Regions from separate parts of the Mus musculus genome. Here all the other regions are linked to region 2. A link is a contact called in public HiCAR-type and promoter capture Hi-C data. All regions are on one chromosome and are shown on one strand. The core of a region is the stretch at or near the end of the contact, and the rest is flanking DNA. Distances in the headings are between cores, read along the strand shown. Region 1 holds the start of Col4a4 (collagen, type IV, alpha 4). Region 2 holds the start of Serpine2 (serine (or cysteine) peptidase inhibitor, clade E, member 2). Region 3 holds the start of Rhbdd1 (rhomboid domain containing 1).

Region 1 (4,667 bases), core at 1,084-3,583, 2.7 Mb before region 2:
TTAGTCACCTAGGTCAGTCAGTCCTTTTCATTCAGTCATTCACTCACTCACTCTTCATGTATTGTGTGAATATAGGCAGGCAAAAGACGCAACTTTCAGGAGCTGGTTCTCTTAATCAATTTAGGAATTGAGTTCATATTGTTAGTTTTCATACACTGAGCCATCTCACTAACCCTGAAAACTATTGTCTTTTGAGAGCCACTTTATATAGGTTGCAAAATGTTTTGGAGTATAAAGGCGAAGACACTAAGACACCAGCACATGACTGAAACGGTGGGTGACCAGATCAATTAACTTTAGCTCTCATTGAAAGCTGTGCAGGAAAGTGAAGAGATGAAAGAGGGAGATCTTAACCACAGATGCAGACAGGCCTGGAAGTTGCCAAAGGAGACATTTAATCTGAATATAGTTCTGCTAAAAATACAACTCTATATTGCTGTGGGTCCGTAGTTGTGGATCTAAGTGCATAGAAATGGAAAGAAACACCACAAAAAGCTGGGCCTGGGTGATTTGTGGGAAATGGGAAATCTAGAGGGATGGGATGCAGAGGAGTGTTAGCCTAGCTGTGATCCTGTAATGCTTCCCTTAAGAGGGAAGTGCAATGGAAACAAGCAGAGTAAATGCAGCCATAGGTCCTTAAAGTGTTCCCCGGTGACACATAAGGGAACACTAATCTCCAGTCACAGCCTCGGTCCTGTAAGACGGAGACACCTGCTCATCATCATTGGAGATGAAGCTCACCATACCCAAGACCACACCCAAGTCAACAAACAGCATCAAGCATCTGAAAAGTTAAATTTCTGATTCACAAACTGAAACCTAGCCAGCTCCTTCTAGGCTCCTCGTAGTTTCAAGGAGATTTTTATCTTTAGTGGCAAAAAACCAAGCATTATGGAGTAGATTCAAGTGAGCACAGGGTGACCCAAATTCCAAATAAAAACCAAAATCATCACAAAATTGCTTAATTCATCCTAATGTAAGTTCTGTGTCTTGATTTTTTTTTTTAACCGTGATGGCTTTTGTGTCCAGAGAGTCCAAAGAAACACTGAGCCCCAGTGAAGTCAGAGTTAAGGTGAGGTCTGGAAGGAGCAGAGCTGAGACTCCAAGGAGGAATTTCCTCCCAGGCTGGTGCACTTCATTCATTCACCATCCTGACATTACACCTTCAGAACCTTGGTCATTATTTTCATCTATCTATCTATCTATCTATCTATCTATCTATCTATCTATCTATCTATCTATCTATCTCTACCTACCTACCTCTCTATCCATCCATCCATCCATCCATCCATCCATCTACTACCAAACTCATCTATCTGATCATCCATCTATTATCTATATACCTCTTACCTCTGCCTTTTTGCTTATCATCATCATATACCTTATATCACTTACATTATATTTATTATCATCAGTTATCTTAGGTCCATCCATATCATCATCTGCCTGTCTGTAACCTAATTATTGCTATCCATTTTCTGTTCTCTGTAAGCTTTTGTTCCTCTATCTGGGACTCCTGGGGTCTTGGACCACTAACTGGCTCTCCACTTCTTCCAGCGCAGCACATTCCACCTGTTCCTCAGAGTTGTGTGCTGCTAGCCCATCCTGGGACTCAGGAGGAGCCCGCAGCTGAGCAACCCTCCAGATAGTGACTCAAAGACAGAACCCTAGTGAGTGGCACTGGCTTGTCTCACAGGAGACAGGCATAGCTCTGCTGCGGTGGGATCTGCACAACCTTTCAGGCACTCACCTTGCTAGCCACAGGAGAGGCAGCCAGGAGTAGCAGCAGGGTAAGCAGCAGGAACACCAGGAACCTTGGAGCAGTCTTGGAGTGCATGACGGTCCCGAGTCCCGGTGTTTTCTGTGTTCTGTGACCTACCGGACCCACGGGTTCTCAGGCGTCCATGTCCCCGGCGGGACACAGATTGGAGAGGCCCCGCAGTGACGCTCGCCTTGCTGGCCCACTGGGGCGAGTTTTGTAAGGGCTCGACCCACTGAGGTCTGTTTGTCCTCACCCAAGCTTTTGATTGTGACTCTAAGGGAGGGGAGAAGTGGCTGAGGTTCCGCCCTCGTCCCCTCTCCCTCCCAGTTCGCCAGGCACTGTCCCTTCAACCGGGCATCTTGCCCAGGAAGTGAGAAAAGGTTGGGCGCCCGCAGAGCAGGCAGGTGGGCGCAGCTCCAGGGGTCAGAGTGAAAGATGTGATGTCCCTGAGATCCTGGGACTTCGGTGCCTAGCGGGTGCAGGTCAACGTGAGGAATTTAGGGGTGTGCGGTAGGGAGGTGGCTGCACAGGGTGGGGGGAGTGGCCAGCAGCCCTGCCCAGATTAAGCGGGAGGCGCGCGGGAGTCTGCAACTCCGGAGGCCAAGTTTGCTGGCAGCTCTAGGGACTGCCCATCGGCTGCCGGCCTTCAACTCGCAGCCAGCACGCAGACCTGAGGCTGGACAGGCTGGGGAGAGGAACACGGTCACGGTCACGGGTGGATTCCCTCCAGCCATAACCTCGAGGAGCCTGTCTGGTCTGCCTGCTACCCTGCTGTTCCTTCTTTGCCCGGTTGCTCCCCAGGTAAGCCGCCCTCAGACAGGCACCGCCCCAGCGTCAGGGCACCTGCCTGGGACCAAAAGCATTTTAGCATCTAAGGGGTGGTGGCTGGGGAAGTTGTGGCCTTGGGGTCAGCAGAGGAGAGCTTACTTGGCTCCCGGGCTTCTCTGCCAGGGCTTGAACTGGGCACTATGTGTTTTGATTAATTTGGAAGCTCAAGTTACTGTCCTGGCAGTCTGGGCATTCCAAAATGCCAAGAGCAAGAGGCAGATGAGGGGAAAGAGAAAGCTCATCCTATTCTCTGAGTTGAACTGCTTTTCAGGCTAAACCTTATCTGCGGAAACGGAGGAGAAAATGAGAGCCAACTCTGGTCCAGGGTGTCCCTGCCTGGGAGGGCCTTGGATGCAAATGTCACTTCTGGCTTGGTAGGGTACATTGTTGCAGGGCTCTTACACTATCTCGTGCGGCAGACCACACTGAATGGAGTGTATCATTTCAAATGCACAGGCTACAGTAAAATCACAGTTTTGCTTAGATACTATCATCGCAGTGCTAAAGAAGAGAGGTAGTAACAGGCACGGAGGGTTATAATTACATGGCTTTGCTAGCTCTTTAAGGCACCCATAAAACAACCATAATATCATCACAGTGGTAACTGCGAACAAGGTCTTATGATAACCATCCGAATGTCATGAACGTATTAGTGGGTGGAAATTCAGCCACCAGCACTTCGGTGGCCTGTTAGCTGACGCTCATCACTGAAGAAAGGGCCCAGCTTCCATGAAGAAGCATCGAACATTTACTTGTCTCCGTTTTCTTGTACAAGTTCACTGGCCATCCTAGTTCCCTCTCCTTGCCCCACCACCCTCAGATTGTAGAGTGAAAGGGGCATCTTCCATGACATACAACCATGGCTATTCATTAGAGTCTCCAGAGGAATATCTAAAAGTTCCAGAGCCCAATGAATTCCAAACCACTTGTATCAGACATCTAGAGGACAAACTTAATGGTGCATGGTAGAACCTCTTGCAAGTTCTTTGTGCAAACGTGCTTTGTGGTCACTACTTTATTTTATTTTATTTCTTCTCATACATTACACTCCCACCACAGTCATTTTGGTTAGCTGTACTGAGTTAGGGTCTCTTTAGTAAAATAACAAGAGGACATTAATTAAAATCTTTATTAAGATTTAGGGACATTGTAGAGTTTGTGCCCAGATCATAAATGTAATCAGTCACATAGTGGCTTTAGGAAAGTTCTTGGGGGAATTTCTGTCATCCTCGTGGTGTAGGATGCCACTACTCTGATGTCCAAGAGACCTGAGAGGCATATGATTGCCTTTTATAAATTGATACTGCTTCTTAAAAAGAAAAATCAAGATCTTAGACTTGATATCAGATGTTTCTCCCCTTTGCAGGATTATAGAAAATTTAAATTTTAAATGGCTTTTCTCAAGGCCTGGTAGTTTCTTCCTCTCCTCTCTATGTATGATGTATTTGTGTGTGCATGTTCATGTGTGTGCTTATCCTTATGTGGGTGAGCAAGAGCCACAGAGTGGTGTGTGTGTGTGTGTGTGTGTGTGTGTGTGTGTGTGTGATAGAGTTGGTCTTCTGTTTCCACCCTGTTTGGGCCCCTTGCTCCCCTGACGTGTGAGCTTCCAGGGATTCTTCAGCCTATACCTCCTGTCTTGCTTTAGGAGTGCTGGGTTGATCGTTGCACACATCTGGTTCTTCATGCATCCTGGGATGGGAACTCAGGTCCTCACCTCCACAGCAGGCATTTACTCATTGAGCTGTATCCTCAGCACAGAGCCCTGGAGTTTTGATGGAAGAAAAGACTGAGATTATGAGCATTGGAAGGGAAGGGCAGTCACCTGCCTTATATTTCTGATGCAGCGGCAGAAGAAAATGAGATGTTGCACAGGAGGGAGGAAACAGATGCTCAGGAGCCTGGCATCTGAATTACCCCTCCGTTCTAAATCCTGTTGTACATACTGGTGTGGATTAACTTCTCCAGGGTGAACCCTTACTTTCTATAACATTGGTCTAATCATGGTGCCAGCTTCAGGGAGTTGTAGGACTCCGATAATCCCTCAGATCTGTCTTTTGTACAAGATGCTCATTTAAGC
Region 2 (4,735 bases), core at 1,458-3,957:
AGCTGGCTAAGTGCCAGGTCACTTTTTTTTTTTTTTTTTTGACTAAATAGCTTGAAGCTGTAGCTGAAGATTAAGGCAAAGCCACACAATTGAAGGATGAAATGAAATTCTACTGTGAATGTGGAGTTGGGGAAGAAAGAACCAGGTAGGAGTTAAGTGATTTGTATTGCTCAAACAACACAGAGACAGAGACGGGAAGGACATAGCCCATGGAAGCACAGGTCTTTGAGAAATATACTTGCAAGAAGAGTTGGATACGGAGAGGAAAACCTGCAGCTTGAGCCCTCCAGCAGAGGTAGGCACACACCTTCTCTGGGTCCACCTGTGTACCGATGATGGATAGCCAAGTGCCTGGTGGTGTGAATGGCGTGTCAAGTGTACCCTGGATTTTGCCACTGTCCTGCCTTGTGGGCATGAGGAAGGTGGACCAAAGGCAGCCACCACGCACACTCAGTCACAAGTGTCGTTGGTATTCCTAGCAGATCCCGCTGGCAGAATGAGGCTTTGTTTAGACTCCTTTCCTCTGGGGGGAAGTTCACAATCCGTCCCATCCAGTGGCCAAAGAGAGAGAAAGAACATTCGTGGCTGGATTTATTTCAGTCTATTAGTTGACACTGTATCCTGCCTGATTTCAGAACTGAGAAGTCAAGTACAGCATTGCTCAAAAAAACCATTCCTTCCACACTGCTGGGGAGACGAGGGAAGGGCAGGTCAGTCGTGAGGTTGTAAACGAAAGCAGCAAATTGTAAAGACTCCCGAGTGGTGGGTGTATCTGACAGAGTCCAGACCAGTGGCTCTCAGCCTTCGGAATGTCACAACCCTTTAATACAGCTCCTCGGGTTGTGGTGATCTCCAACCAGACAATTATTTTCCTTGTTACTCCATAACTGTAACTTGGCAACAGTTATGAATCAAAAATGTAAATATCTGATAGGCAGGATATCTGATATGTGACCCCTATGAAAGAGTCATTGACCTCCAAAGGGGTCATGACCCCAGGCTGAGAATTTCTGGACTAAATCCTATTTATACTCTAACTGGGAAAAAAAGGGGGGGGGGGTTCATGACCTGCATTACAAGACACTCAAATCCTTCGCTGTTTGTCCATTTCTCCCAAAACCAGTTGACTTTCCTGAACATTTGGAACGGCAAATAGTGTTTGAGATACAAACCACGCAGTCCATGTGACATTAGGAAATCGCTTTGCAAAATGTCAGCCCTGAGAAAGAACTGGACAAAGTATATGGGGGTCTCAGTCGAGTGCCTACAACTGTCTCAATCAGCAGTGTCAGCATGAAGATGGTGAGATAGAAGCAGATGCAGAGAAACCAGCAAGCTCTGTGCATCTGCCTTCACTCACACTTCAAACTTGGCTCTCTAGTATAGTGATTCTCAGTCTGTGAGTCATGACCCCTTGAGGGGTCAAATGACCTTTTCACAGAGATCATCCGGAAACACTGATATTTATATGACAACTCATAACAGTAGCAAAGTCACAGTTATGAAGTAAGAAGGAAAATAATAGTGCTATGGGGGGGGGGGGGCGCACCACAACATGAGGAACCATACCTATTAAAGGGCTGCACCATTAGGAAGGTTGAGAACCACTGCTCTAGTAGTTTCTTATCTGCTTCCCCTCCTATCTGTAGCACTGCACCCTAATCCAGTGCCTTGTGCATCTGAGGCAAGCACCCTACCACCTAGCCACACCCTCAGTCCCTAATGCCTTCATCTGGAAAGCTGCTCTCAGTTTTTCAAGTCACACACACACACACACACACACACTCACACACACGGGTGGGGGAGTGTCTGTCATGGACACAGCTGTGTCAGTGTGGTTGCTCAGAGATCTGAGTTGCTCTAGCACTAGGTGCAGTTTATTTCACAGCCCTAAAGAGATTTACGGCTGTTTTTTCTTCATTGGGGCCAAACATGGGGCCTGATAGGGAGGGCGTTGCACCAAAGGCAACAGAGACTACCATGAAAGTCCCTACAAACCTAACCTGAGCAGAGGACTGAAGAATGCAGAAAGGGACACTCAGGTAACAGACCATGGGACATAACAGCCATCTGTTGCTGGCCTTGGGTCTGATAAGGTCTCAGGGGCTGAAGGTGTAGGTTCAAAACACCTGGATCTTCGGAGCTCTGAGAGTACTTCATGCTATCACCACAAGCAAGGGGTCAGTTTTCTGCATGTCCTTGCTTGTCATGTGCCTAGGAATCCCACAGCCAGCTCATCCACTAAGCAGGGATAAGTTGACTCTGGGGCACCTGGAGGACCTGTTCTAGACCTCCACGTCCTAGCTCCGTTATTTCCATCACCTGCAGGATTGCACACTGTCACCCCCCCCCCAACACCCCCAGACGACGCGTCTTGCGTCTCAGGGGCACACCACTGGCTTCTGTGTCGCCCACTCCTCTCCACTCCCCACAGGCTCATCCGGACGATCCACGTGCAGCTCGACCGGGGGTTGGCGCCGCACCTCGAGCCCGGCGCGTCTGGCCGGAGCTTTCTGGGGACCCGAACCCCCCAACCCCCGCGAGAGGGCGGCATCTGGCGACCGCGGGTCGGGCAGGGGGGCGTCCTAAAGTCCCCTGCGGTGCAGAGACGTTGCGGCCGGCTGCCACACAAAGGCGGCGGCGGGAAGGCGGGGCGGGGCGGGCCGGGGGGCGGGGGAGGCAGGAAGGGGCGGGGGCGGCGGCGGCGATAAAGCCCCCGCGCGGCCCGGCCGGCTAGTGCAGTGGTTGCACGGGAGTGCGGGCTGCACGCGTCACCGTCACCGCCGCCTGTCCCCCACCGCCGCGCAGCGCCGATCTCCCTCCCGGTTTCGGCCGCCACCTGGGGATCCAAGCGAGGACGGGTGAGTAGCAGCTGCGGGGTTCCCGCTGCTCGGAGGGGAGCCGGGGACTGTCCCCGGGGCAGCACCGCGACCGGTTGCTGGGGCGGGAACTTTCTCGAACCGCCTCGGGCCCCGCTGCGAGCGCTCCTGGCTCCCGCGTCCCTGTCCCCGAGGGTTTGGGCGTCCAGGTGTGCCGGAGGCTGACGGAACGCTCGCCGAGCTCGGGGTGGGTCCAGCAGGACTGCAAACCGTGACCCTGAACCCGAGGCGACTGGGCACTCACGGGTAGCACCGACCCCACACTTTTCCCGTGCGCGGGTCCCTGTCCCGGGCGACCGGCTCTCACTTGTAACCTTTGCCTGTGCAGTGTGGAGGTGGGCAGCGGTTTGGGGAAGGACTTCAGTTCACACTGGCCTTTGCAACAGGCTTGTCCCTAGGATACAGTAGCAGCTCTTTGCGATTTCTTATTTATTTTCATCATCTGTGGACCAGGGAATTGCGAGGCCGGTGAGTGACTCCAGGTAAGGTGAAAGTACTCAGAAATCCTCGGAGGAATTAGGTATTTAATTTGCCCCCACGATGAGCAGAGAGGGAAAGCTGCTATTACATAAGACAGCACTCCACCTTCAGGTATTAGGGAAGGTGCTGTTGAGGATTTTTAGTGTTTTAATGAACAAAACAGAATCTCCGCGTGTCTCTCCAGAGAAATCTCCAAACGCCGCTGGATCTTGCTTTGACTACTTTGCTGGGAACGTTCTTATATTTAGCATGAACATAAAAAGGTGTTTGAAGGTTTAACTTTTCTCTTTCAAGCCAGGAGGCAGTTTACTTTTCTGAACTGTTCTAGAACAATTGATCTGATCATCTTGTACTTTGGAGATTTTGTATCTGAATGGGAATACAGATAATGGGAGAAATGTCAGCATTACCGATTTGTGTATCTGAAGCACACTTAAAAATTGAAGGTGCTTTGAACACTTTCTGTGGTTCTAAAACAATAATTATACCCTGTTGGCAACATTTAAGCAAAAAAAAAAAAAAAAAAAAAAAAAATCTCAAGAGCTTCGCCACAGATAATGGAACCGTCAACAATGGAGTTTTAGCTGTTTTTTTCAGAGTAGTGTTTGAAATTTTTGTTCAGCTAAGGGTGACTCCTGAAGGTCATGAGCCGATGTCATCGTTCCTTCTTCTTTGAAAGAATCTAGGCAGAAATTTTCTCCCATGAACTTGACAAATTAGCACAGTAAGACAGAAATTGCCGAATCTCTAAAGGATGCTAATTTTCGGCCTCACACATAGGCGACTTGACAGTGGTCAGAGATGGGTTAGGATGGAAGAGTTGCTGCCCTCTTCTAGCCAGTTCTTCTCCCACAGGGTTTGGAACTTTGGCCTTTTCCCCCTCTTGTGGTGGTATTGCTGCGGGGACTCTCGATTCTGTGACCACGTCAGGTCCAGTGGTTTTCACACTCCACTTACTCAGTTGTTCTCTGGACATGTTCAAGACTTGCCCTCAACTGGGGGTGCTGTGCTTCTAATGTCAAAAACTCTGGCATCTGCTGGATGTAGTGATATAGATGCTCAAAAATCCCAGCGTGTGGGAGACTGGAACAGAAGGATTGCTGTGATGCTGACCTACATAGTGGGCTCCAGATCAGCCAGGGCTACACACACACACACACACACACACACACACACACACCAACCATTATCTTTAAACTCTAGGCTCCTCCCCTCCCTCAGGCTGCAAACAGGCTCTCCCATTGTAGTCTTCAATACAAAGGTTTTTTTTCCTGGTGCCTTCCATGCTTCAGGCTCTACAGGTGACCTAATAACCTATGGTTCTGAGAAAATAAAGACCACCAGACTTACTCCATGCATCACCTCTGGGCCACCCT
Region 3 (4,818 bases), core at 56-2,555, 2.5 Mb before region 2:
TGCAGCAGTCATAAAATCATGCACTCCAACTGCTCTCTAACCCTACACCTCGTCCTTCCTCCACGACCTGTGCGCTTTCTTCATGCAGGTCTAGTAACTTCTCTTGGAGTGTTTTGTATGGGTTATTGCTACCCACTTGTTTTCACATGTCAACACTTAGTACTATGAAGTCACAGTTAAATGATTCGGTCAAGATTCCAGATCTAGAAAATACCTCACCTTACTCTAACCTCATTATGTATAAAATTCCATAACGAGTGAGTACTTTTTACGCTGTTATTCGTCGAACTCAGTACCCGGAAGTGCTAGAATGGACCGAAAGGCTTGCTCAAAGGGGTATGACACTAAAATCTGTACTGCCAACAATTCCCTCAGAAGATGCTGTTGATGGAGAGCAAACCCAGGACCAAGGCAGGAGCACTTGCTCTCCTGGAATGTACCAGAACACTAGAAGATCCGAAGCAGAATCAGTAATAGAAGCAGGAAGAAGGTAAATGAGGTTAGGACGTTGGGATGAAAAGTAGAGGGGGAAAAAAAAAAAAAAACAAAAAACCTGGCACCATGCCCCCCCCCCCAAAGAAAACCTGGTGTCATGAAGCTACTGAAAGGGACTTTTATAAATGAGTCTGACAACTGAATCTTAACCGTGCAATAATTAGATATTACAGTTGTTATTGTTGTTGTTGTTGTTTTAAATAATGCCTGTTTTGGAAAAACGGAAAGGCATGTGTGAAAAGAGAAGAGGTGAAGTCCCTCGGGTGTATGTCTGTCCTCTATTCTGTGGTACAGACAGCCTTACAGAGGTTAGGATGGGTCTGTGTGTTTGAGACAGAAGTGGCCGCCCCCCCAACCACCTGCCACTGCAAGCTCTGTGCAAGCTGATGCAACTTCGCCTCAAACTTCCTGAAGTCGGAGGAACCTCGCAAAAGCCTATCCGGGCAGCCTAGATCTCCATGAGCCAGGGAAGCGGTACCGGTGCGACTGCCCCTGCGACCCCATCCCGGCCGGCCGGAGGGGAGAAGAAGACCCGGACCCGGCGGGCCGGCTCCTCCGCCCGGTCCCTAAGCAGCACTTCCGCCCAGCGGACCCTGGCTGGCCCCATAGCAGCGCTTCCGCCCGGCCCGCAGCGGCCCGGATCTCAGCCCCGGCCCCGCCATCCGTGGTCCCGGGAAGCCGCAACACACGCCGCACAAAAGCGATGCCATACACTCAGCTGAAGAGACGCGGAAACTCACTCTCTCTAAGACCCGCTTGCGTCCTCACGTACTCCCGCGCTCGTGCGTCACTACGTCTGGACGCCGAATCCGGAGACTCAACTTCCGGCACGGACGCCGATTCCGCAGGCTCCACTTCCGGCGGCCTAGGGAAAGGAGCGGCAGTCTGCGCATGCTCCGTGCTTCGTACTGCCTTTTCGGCTTCCTCTAGCTAATGCGTAGCGCTCATCCTATTCAACCCTTAGCAACAAGGGTGTCGGTGTGCTTTTACAGCCATAACTAACTAATAATCACTTACCACGCGCACAGCGCATGAGTCGCCTATGGCCAGCTCCCTCAAGGCCAAAGTTTCTTCCCGGTGCAGTGTAGTCTACCAAGTGGACGGTGGAGACAGTAGCTGTTCCCAATGGGCCTCAGGAGAGCTGCTTATCCCAGAAAGTAGGCCGGCGAAACAGGGCCACGGTGTACATTTCATTCCCCAAGCACAAACACGAGGCCACACTGCTTAGCCTGTTTACTGCTTTAAGGGCTCGTGAGAAAAGGTTTTTGTGACTTAGGTCGTTTGATGCAATTTTCTCCTTCTAACGTGGAACCAGTTTCATGGGCAGCTTCTTCTAAAGGCAATGCTGCATTTGTGTCCTACAAGAAAACGATGTTTGGTGTAATTATTTTTCTAGTAATTAGAGGAGAGCTCCACCTTTTCAAGGCATGAATTGGGTGCAGGTATATTTACCAAAAGGCTTAGTAGCCACGTCTAGTTAGCATATTAAAAACTTCCCAGTCCCCCAAAAGTTAATCTTCTATTGTATAACAGAAGAAATTCTCCTAAAAAATTTTCCCTTGTAGTTGGAATTTGAATGAAAATTTCCCACACTATTAGGAGATATAGATGAGAATTTCAAGTGACAAAATTCTTAGCAAATTCAAGAATGAATTCTTATAATTTAACCCCTTTCAGGTATAAAAAAAAGTGGGGGGGTATGTAAGTCCAAGACTGACATTGCGAAACTGCATTCCTGGAAATGGAACCCAAGTGAGTAGGGGGAACTAAATTGCATGTAGAAATATATCTCCTTAGGAAGAAAACATGAATGCAATTTCTCAAAAGGAGAGGTCTCTATTTGTTCTTCCCACCAATTCTATGCATCCATTCCATTAATATACTCTTGCTTTATATTCTCTGTCAGTCTACCCCTTTCTATACTTACACTGTTTTTGTTATTATCTTGTTTTTAAGTGCAGAAGTGACTTTAAAAGAGCCGCAAATCAAGTCTCAAATCAGTAATCTCAAAAAAAATGCAATTGTAAATAGACAGGGCTTAGGAATGTTCTTGGGGAGCAGGCTGTGATGGTGAACACTAATGACCCCACAGTTTGAAGGTAGAGACAGGAAGATTGGGAGTTCAAGGACAGCCTCAGCTATATAACTTCAAGACCAGCTTAGTCTATATGACATCCTGAATCATAAAAAGTAAAGAAAAAAAACATTTTAATCCTATTTTAAATATGAGTAAAATGTTTCATTGGCATATAAGAGGACAGAGAAAAACCATTTTTTTAATGACCTCACCAGACATAGGGGCAAACACCTGTAATCTCTCCACTTGGAAAATAGATGCAAGAATATCAGGAGTTCCCATTATCTGGGTAATAATTTCCTAGCCTAAACTTTAATAGAGGGACAGTCAGAATTCTTACATGTAAACAAAGCTTAAAATTACTAAAGACTCAAAGCCAGACTAAGTCCTCTAACGTTTTTGTAGAAAAGCAAGTCATTGTTACATTACCTTGTAAAAATTATAATTTTTAAGTTCTCAAAAGTATTTTACTTGTCAGCTAAGATATTATTATGCATATTCCATTTAGTATATGAAATATATTTATGGTGTGCAGTTTTAAATTGTATCTAACCCTTGAGGGACAAGCAACAATTCTTAGCCATTTGACTCAAATTAATGTTCATAAAATATGGTGCCTGTGTTGAAACTGGGGGTTTGGTTACCTCCTTTGAACATTTCATAACTGGGTGGAAACTAGCAGAAAGGCAGATAGACATTCCCACCTTCCAGAATCCACCCTGAAGGAGAAAAGATGCCAGACAACAACACAGTGTACCAAAAAACTGGATTATCCTGTAAAGGAGGAGTTTGTTGTTATCTCTCACAGCTTCTAATGAATCAAATATATTACACTCAAACTGTTTCAAAAGATGGGTTACGTTGATTAGAGATTGTCTATCATCCTTCTTATGGAACAGCTTTCAAATTAGATGATTCGGCTATGAGAACTATAACAGGGCAAAATTGGGCCAAGTGTCGTGATAAGATTATCAACACTTAATAGTAGACTACACACACACACACACACACACACACACACACCCGCACTAACCCTAAGAGACTTATAATGGCCATAGAAAATAGATGTTACAAAACTAAAAGGTTCGTAGTGAGGAAAAAAAGATTTCACTGTGATAAGATAGCCAAAACATTAAGAAGAGACAAGAACTGTAAATGTCTACATATCCAACAATATAACTCTAAGGTCATGAAGATAAAATTGGTAGCATTGGGAATTTAGGGTGTATCCAAATGTTAGAGTGCCTGCCTAGCAGGAACAAGGTTCCAGAGCTGCGCAGCGGGGTATGTCAGAGGAAATGAATTAAGAAGCACACAGCAAAAGTCTGATATTTAAATACTCTTAACAATGGGTAGGAAATTAGACTGAAAACCATTAAGTATATAGAAACTTCAAAAAAAAAATACTACCAAAATAGTAAGTGCAGACCACTCTACTTAATAACAGCAGAATTTATAGCTAATTTAAGATATCTGTTCTCCAGGATAGCCCCATATGGTGCATCATAAAACAAACGTGAATAAATTTAAAATTAACGGCATCATTCAGGGTATCCTCGATGGTGACAATAAAATTAAATTAGGAATCAACAAAAGAAATACATTTGGGAATTAAAAAATTTAGCCACTGAGTAATGCCTAAAAAGGCAAAGAGAATTAGAGAGCAGTTTTAACTGGACAAGAAGGAAATGCAGAGATGTCCCAGTTCCATTAAAGTGATGATGTTGACCCACATTAACAGTGCTGCTTTAAAGCAACATAGTGGGGAAATGTCCCAATAGCTTAGCTTTAGGAGTAGTTAAAATGAGCAACACACACACAGAGAACATAAAAGACGAATTAATACACATAAAAATGGAGGAAAATCAATAAAAATTAAAATCTGATTTTAAAAGATTCAATTTACCAAAAGGAAAAAGAAAACCACACTAAATGTCCCAAACGAGGCATGAAATGACTATATCACCCAACCCATTCTACAGGAATTTAGATGACAAGAAACTGCATAAATTTATGTTAATAAGGTAAGTGTTGTAAATAAACTAAACGAGGTCTTAGATTTAAACTGATAAAACTTGTTCAAGAAAAAAAAAAAGACTCCATTTTCTAGGATTGTTAGAGAGAGAGACAGAGACAGAGACAGAGACAGAAACAGAAGAAAAGGAAGGAAGGAAGGAGGGAGGGGAGGAGGAAGGAAGGAAGGAAGGAAGGAAGGAAGGAAGGAAGGAAGGAAGGAAGGAAGGAAG

Evidence for each region. Promoter capture Hi-C pulls out the DNA fragments that hold promoters and counts their contacts. HiCAR-type assays count read pairs that join an accessible place to other places.
Region 1: a contact with region 2 is called in a promoter capture Hi-C map of liver, with 4 times the contacts expected there. The contact joins the promoter of Col4a4 here to the promoter of Serpine2 in region 2. A contact is called at or near these places in 2 of 39 promoter capture datasets (hippocampal neurons and liver).
Region 3: a contact with region 2 is called in a HiCAR-type map of astrocytes, with 5 times the contacts expected there. The contact joins the promoter of Rhbdd1 here to the promoter of Serpine2 in region 2. A contact is called at or near these places in 1 of 39 promoter capture datasets (hippocampal neurons) and 1 of 115 datasets of contacts at active chromatin or transcription factors (astrocytes).

What each region holds. Positions count from the first base shown.
Region 1 is chr1:82,584,515-82,589,181 of GRCm38.p6, reverse strand. It overlaps Col4a4 (collagen, type IV, alpha 4), which reads left to right and starts at 2,333. Exons shown (of 48, transcript NM_007735.2): 1 at 2,333-2,563. Col4a3 (collagen, type IV, alpha 3) reads right to left here and starts at 2,261. Exons shown (of 52, transcript NM_007734.2): 1 at 1,751-2,261. The coding sequence starts at 1,837.
Region 2 is chr1:79,856,637-79,861,371 of GRCm38.p6, reverse strand. It overlaps Serpine2 (serine (or cysteine) peptidase inhibitor, clade E, member 2), which reads left to right and starts at 2,707. Exons shown (of 9, transcript NM_009255.4): 1 at 2,707-2,861.
Region 3 is chr1:82,313,066-82,317,883 of GRCm38.p6, reverse strand. Rhbdd1 (rhomboid domain containing 1) reads right to left here and starts at 1,305. Exons shown (of 7, transcript NM_029777.3): 1 at 1,236-1,305.